2 separate regions of the Rattus norvegicus genome follow, and region 1 is linked to region 2. A link is a contact called in public Hi-C data. All regions are on one chromosome and are shown on one strand. Each heading gives the region's core, a stretch centred on a gene start, on an enhancer-like site or on the middle of the called end of the contact. The rest is flanking DNA. Distances are from core to core; before and after follow the strand shown. Region 1 overlaps Jdp2 (Jun dimerization protein 2). Region 2 holds the start of Jdp2 (Jun dimerization protein 2).

Evidence for each region. Hi-C and Micro-C count contacts between places; a contact is called where the count stands out from the background.
Region 1: a contact with region 2 is called in a Hi-C map of Schwann cells, with 4 times the contacts expected there. The contact joins the enhancer-like site here to the promoter of Jdp2 in region 2. A contact is called at or near these places in 4 of 12 Hi-C or Micro-C datasets (the A7r5 cell line, Schwann cells, liver and 1 more).

The regions. Positions count from the first base shown.
Region 1 is chr6:111,030,565-111,033,751 of GRCr8, forward strand. Jdp2 (Jun dimerization protein 2) reads left to right here. Exons shown (of 4, transcript NM_053894.3): 4 at 1,621-2,828. The coding sequence ends at 1,806. Among named protein-coding and RNA genes, the nearest start is that of Jdp2, 39 kb to the left of the region's middle. Within about 2 kb of position 1,262, at least 3 of the 93 cell types and tissues checked have an H3K27ac peak or open chromatin away from gene starts, as enhancers often do. A contact at or near this core is called in Schwann cells, where this site is marked.
Region 2 is chr6:110,991,845-110,995,118 of GRCr8, forward strand. Jdp2 (Jun dimerization protein 2) reads left to right here and starts at 1,747. Exons shown (of 4, transcript NM_053894.3): 1 at 1,747-1,962.

The sequences.
Region 1 (3,187 bases), core at 12-2,511, 38 kb after region 2:
CCTGCTGTGGTCCCTGCTGTGTCTTCACACAGGGCAGCTTGCCCCATCTCTCCTTTGCACTCAGAGTTTCTTACCTAGAGTCCCTCATCTCCTACACTCAGAATGGCGGTCGGTCATTAACTGGGCCTTGTGTGCCGAGTGCACACTCCTCAGGAGCCATGGGGAGTGGGGTGGGGGAGGGGGATCCTCATAAGCTTTGGATTCCCCAAAGCATTCATCTTCATTGCAGGCCGAGGCACATCCTCAGAGGTGGGTAGATGGCCCTGAGGCTTCTCAATACAATGGCTGAGGACAATCTGAAGATTGTGTTAGCAGCTTGGGCTGGGGGAGGTGAGGAGGGAGGAAACACTAGCCATCTCTCAGAATTCTGAGAACTGCAGACCAAGCCGGCATTCCAGTCTTGTCTCAGCCTGTCCCATTAAAAGCCACCATAGATTTTTTTTTTCTTAATATTTCCCCCTCTTGGCTTTTCTCCTTTTTAAAGCCATTGCTCTGAGTGTCTGGTCCTAAAGCCTGCCTCCCTCAGACATCCGGAGCTCCCTGGGAACCCATGCAGCCACCTCAGAGAAGGTGCACAAGACACACCTCTGACAGGCCTGCATCATGAGGGAGATAGCTTCTCCTACCTCAAGGTGTGGGGACCCCACCAAAGATCTCATTCTCAGAGGGAGGCTGTCCCCAACTGTACCCCACTGGGCAGAAGGACCTGCACACAGGCAGCCCCAAGTTTAGCCTGCTCTGGGACTAATACTGGTCCCTCAGCATCCGAACCGTTGGTGTCTAGGGCTGAAAGGTCTCATCTGGCACAATCACATCTTTATTCTCCATCCCTCATCTGCCAATAACTCTTCCTTAGCCGTGACAGCCAGACACTTCTCCAGACCCAGGGACAAAGTTATTCCCAGTGAGGAGCTCACTGGCCTGAGGCTCCTCAGCTCACACACGTGAGGAGAGCTTTCAGTTTCAGGCTATAAGAAAAGCAGGAAGACTCCATTGCCGTGTTCTTCCTGCCTGCTGTGCGAGCCCGAGGCCTTGAGCAGATGTGCTTGTCACCTGTCCTGGCTGTGCACACACAACCCCCTACCCATCACATCCTCAGCCTCCCTTCTTTGCCCAGGGCAGTAGGCGTTTCATCTGACATCAGTTTGAAAGCTCATTTCCGGTCCAGCATTCTAAACGGTTCAAGCTAATGGCCAGGAGGCACACGAGTTAGGAGGAATGTCTCACAGTGAGTTATCAATCCCACCCGACATAGCAAAGCACTTGGTCTTGTGTCGCCCCCCTGTGGGCCACCTTGGACCCTTGGTCTGTTCTTCATCAAGCAGAGGAGTTTTGGGTGTGTTCTTTTAGTCAACAGCAGGAAAGCTGTGAGGCTGGAGTAGTAGAGAAAAGGGAGTAAAAAGGGATCTGAACCCCCATGTATCATCTGGTCTCATCCTGCTGCGCCAGCGGTCAATACTGTGTGACACGGTGCTGCCTGACCAAAGTCTCCTTAGATGCTTCAGTGAAACCCTGCAGGCAGAAAACCATGGCAGCATCACAGGTCCCAGCCAGAATGGCTGGGCACCTCTCAGGAGCAGGCTGGCGGTGATAACTAATGGTGTGTCTCTGTCTGTACAGGAGTCAGAGAGGCTGGAGCTCATGAACGCAGAGCTAAAGACCCAGATAGAGGAGCTGAAGCTTGAGAGGCAGCAGCTGATCCTGATGCTCAACCGCCACCGGCCCACCTGTATCGTGCGTACAGACAGCGTCAGGACGCCGGAGTCGGAAGGCAACCCGCTGCTGGAGCAGCTGGACAAGAAGTGACTGAAAGCCTGGAGGAGGCAGCGGAGGAAGAGGAGGAAGAGGAGGAGCAGCAAAGAGGAGGAGGAGCAAAGTGATGGAGGGCCCCTCCCGGGCACGTGACAAACTCTATGATGAGGCTTAGCATAACTGGCCTCCAGCTGGCTCTTTTTGGAAACTCAGCCCAGCCGCACAAGAGCAAGAGCGGACTGAAGAAACCAGAGGGACCAGGTGCTGAGACCAAGGTTGACCCGCAGATAGGGGCTGCCCCACTCCAGGGCCCAACTTGAAGGGCACCTAAGCCGGAGAGGTGCCAAACCAGGTAGCCACCTTGGGCTCTCTCCGCCAAGACTCCCACCCAGGGGACTACGGAGCAGCCAAGAAAAGCCATGCATTGCAAACACAGTGTGGCCGAGGATGGAGCTCAGCGGAGTCTGTAATCCACCTTCCCCAGCCCTGCCCAAGCCCGGTGGAAAGGGGGTGCACTGTGGGGCTGCGATGGCCCAGCTGGAGTTTGCTGAGGCACTGAGGCGCGGGCGCCCTTCCAAAGCACACACCCAATCAATGAATGTTTACAGACTGGCTGTCCTGGCGGGGCTTCCAACTGCACACGGTTTTTTTATACTTTCTTTCTTTCTTTTTTTTTTTTTTAATATTTTTTACAAAAAAAAGATTTTATACGAGCAATATATATATGTGGATTTCTATAATCACTCGATGTGACACAGTACAAATATGCTATGGTCTGCTGTTACAGCCATTGTAATTCCTAAGTACTGTAGGCTCTGGGTGTTGGGGGGGTAGCCAGGCGGGTGGGGTACATTTCCATCCTTGTAACCCCTTCCTAGTACTCAGTCCTGTATCGCTCAGTAAACATTGCTCTTAATTACCCAGCTGCCTCGAGTGGTGTCTGCCCAGGGAGAGGGCATGCCCAGGGCAGATGTTTGGGAAGAGTTTCCAAACCTGCCCTACCAAGTAAGCCTGAATATGCCCATTTCACAGATGAGGAGTCTGAGGCCTAGAGATGTTAAAGAACTCTGCACATACCATTTTGAGAGTACTTGCTTCATTTACTTAGGCCAAGTTTTTAAAAAATTGTGTGTGTGTGTGTGTGTGTGTGTGTGTGTGTGTGTGTATGTATGTATGTGTGGTGGAGTATGTGTCTTTGTGTAGATGTGTGCAGAATTTGGATCCCTAGGAGTTGGAGTTACAGGCTGTTGCGAGCCATCTGATATGCTTCCTGGGGATTGAACTTGGGTCCTCTCTCCTCCAGCTTCCTTTTGAGTATACCCTTGAGTGTGCCAGGCACTGCAACAAACTGAACCACTGCTGGGAGCAAAGCAGCCCTGGCCTTGCACCATGGATCCCGCAATTGGCTTATCTTGTGCTCGCTCGATTCAAACCT
Region 2 (3,274 bases), core at 497-2,996:
TTAATTGTTAGGCCCTGCACAGTGATGAGTTTAGCTTTTTCAGAGTCCCAACAATGACACATGAAGTAATGCTTCCTCCGTTCAGTGTTTTCTTTCACATAAACATCCAGACCCTCATCTTAGGGGAGAAACATGATGTAAGCCAGTTTCCCAGTCTCCGGCTTTGATCTTTGTGTCGTTGTAAAGGTGTTGCTGGCTTTTCTGGGTTGCAGAGTCCTGTTCCACAGGACTTGCCACTGAGTTTGTGCTGTGTGTTCCTTTGGAGTCTCTCTTTTTTTTCTTTCATCAGTGTTGTGAGGGAAGTTGTGGATGCTGACCAGGAAGATGCACAGTGATGTCATTAGGGCTTGGTCTGTCTCTATCCATTCAATCTGCTCTCCCTTGCAGGAAGACATAAGGGTAAAATGGAGATTGATTCTTCCCTGCAGGGAGGCACACACGCACGTGGAGACCTGCTTGTCCCGCTTGGTACATGTACTTCCTTCCCTCCCTGTTGGTCTTTTGCTCTCAGCATTTGTACTCTATGAAGATACGAACTTTTTCTTTCACTTCCTTTCTTCTATGGGTGATGACCTGCTGTCTTTCTGAGAAGGAGGCCGAAGGTCACTGAGTGTCAACGTTGCCACTCCTTTCTGGTTTAAGCGGAAGGGGTCTCCGGGGCTGGTCACCCAAGGGTCTGGAGACGCGCGCTCGTGCGCGCACAAGCATGTGTGTGTGGGGTGTGTGTGTGTGTGTGTGTGTGTGTGTGTGTGTGTGTGCAAATATTTCTCAGATGCCACACACACATTTCTGCCTGAGGGTTTTGTGTACCAGCCTTTGAAGGACTGTCCTTTTCTCCGGAGTGTCCTTTACCATCTACCTCTGTAGGAGGTTGGGAGGAGGGCACAGAAGCTGGCCCTGGAATCCTTGAGGAAGAAGGCATTTGTAGGTCTTGCTGGCCGGCTCACTGCTGCATTCAGTCAAAGGAAGGCAAAAGGCTGCTGGAGTTGGGCAAAGAGCCCTGGGTCAAACTGGGCCGGCCACTGACAACAACGGTGGCCTCCGGGGTGCAGTTGCACTTCTGGATCTCAGTCCACTCACCGCATGGCCTCAGGACGCCAGGGCGCTTTGGTGGACAGGGGGTAGGGACTGAAGCTTCCAAACGCCTTAAACCCCCGCCCATGCTTCTTACGGAAAAACAAAACGGGCTTGCGAGATCCTGCAGCGTCCGAAGACACCACTGCGCGCAACGTCACCCTCGCTCTGGATTTGGGGGAGAGCGCACCGGACGGAGGAGGATGGTTCGGCGTGGGCTGAGCTGGAAGGGGTTCTCTGCTCATCCGGCCGCCGCCTTCGCGTCGCTGCCTCCCCGGCTGTGCAGCATTTTGGGGGTGGCGGCCGCGAGGCCGAGCAGGGGATGCGCTTACATAACCGCTCGCCGTGTCTTGCTGCCTCGCGCTCTCGGGAGCCGCGGGCGGGGCGCGCCGCCCGACCGCGATGCTGCCGGGACAAGCGCCGCAGGGCCCGGGCCGGTCCCGCAGGCGGAGGAGCGCGAGCATCGGCGGGAGGAGGGCGCCGGCGGCGGGGGAGGTGAAGGTCAGTGGGTGTGAAGCGCGCGATCCACACCCCCTCCTCTCGGTCCCCTCCTTCTCTTCCTCTCCGTCCCCCTCTGACGTGTGGAGCTGGCAGCTCGACCGGTTCCGCATTCCCGACCCCTCCCCGCCACTCAGGGCCCGCTATATAGCCGGGGCTGATGCAACCCGTCCCGCCGCCCGCCACAGCCTGCGGGAGGGACTCTCGGCGGCCGCGACGGGGGGCACTGGCGGCGGCGGGCGCTGCAGCGGCGGCGGCGGGGCTGGCGCCGCGGCGGCTCCCGGGCCGGGACGGGCCTGGGCAGCGGGCGGCAGCAGCGCGGAGAGGGCACGGCGCCTGCAGCAGGGTTCTGGGCCCGGGGCCGCCGCCTCCGCCAGCGGCTTCTGCACGGTGGGTGCACGGAGGGGGGAGGCGGGGCTGCGGGCACCTGGGGCGGCCACCCCCGTAGTAACTACCGCTGGGGCTCTCGCCATCCCAAGGCCGGAGCACTGTATTGGAGCGCTGCAGCCGCTGCCAACCCGTGGTTCCCCGGCTGGCCGGGCAGCCCTGTCTGTGGCCGGGACAGCGGGGACGCTCCCTCCTTGCTTTCCTTCCCCCAGTGCGTGTGCTGGGAGGTGCAGTGCACAGACGGCGGAGAGGGCGGGGTGAGCGGGAGAAAACTGTGTCGGGGACTGCGGGGATACTCGAGGGGGCATGCACACCCTAGACCTGCTGACAGGTCGCGCCCCAGCCTCTTCCGCAGCTCCGCAAGACCTGGAGGAGGGTATTGGGAAAGGCATCTAACCAACAGGGCTTCCTTCACTTAAGAGCATTGCTGCGGGCTCTGGTTGGGTTAAGAGGGAACCACGGGGTAGTCCCAAGTCCCCTTGGGATCCCATCTGGCACATCAGGTTACATAAGAAGGTAAGCAGGCTTCTTTAGGTAACCTGCCCAGTTTAGAAGGCACTCTTCTGTCCTTCTTATCCAAGAAGCCTAGACCTTCCATCTGGACTCCTGGACTCCGGAGTGGTAGAGACAGGCTTTGCCTGGGTATCTGGTGGAACTGGCAAACCTGGGAAACCTTGGCTCATTTGTAGAAGTGGATGGGCTATTTGGGGATAGAGGTGGAGAGGCGGGTGCAAGGAGGGAATCAATCGACCGTTTGAGTCGGCTCCAGGTAGAAGATTGTCCAGCCTTTGTGTGTTGGACTGGCACCTTCCAGGGGACTGTGGCACCTTCCAGAGGACTGTGGCACAGGTCTGTGTATTGTTAAATCTTGGGCCACTGTACCCAGGATCTTAATTCAGGCAGCATGAGAAACAGGCTCCCCACCACCGCTGGGTACCTGCTTGTCCCAAAGGCTGTTAGCAACAGTCTTCCCCCCCCCCCAACCCCCACGTCTCCCTTCCCCCGGGGCTTAAAAATCACCCCCTCTTGCTTTCATTGCTTTCCAGCAAATCTGGCTTCAGCTTGGATGGCAGACTTACCTTCCTGTGCAGGTTTCTAGGGGAGAGTTTAACCAGGGATCAGGTGTGAGCCAGTCTCTTGATTTTGCAGAAACCTGAGGTCCCGGGGATAGAAACAACTATTCTTGTGCCTCTGGGTGCTAGGGGTTTCGCTTTGCTTAAAGTAGTAGGGAGGATGGATTTCTCAAAGACTCTTCTGTTTCCCTTCCTCGTTGGCTTCAGTTCAGAGGAGCTCTAGAATCTTCCTGAAGAGCTGG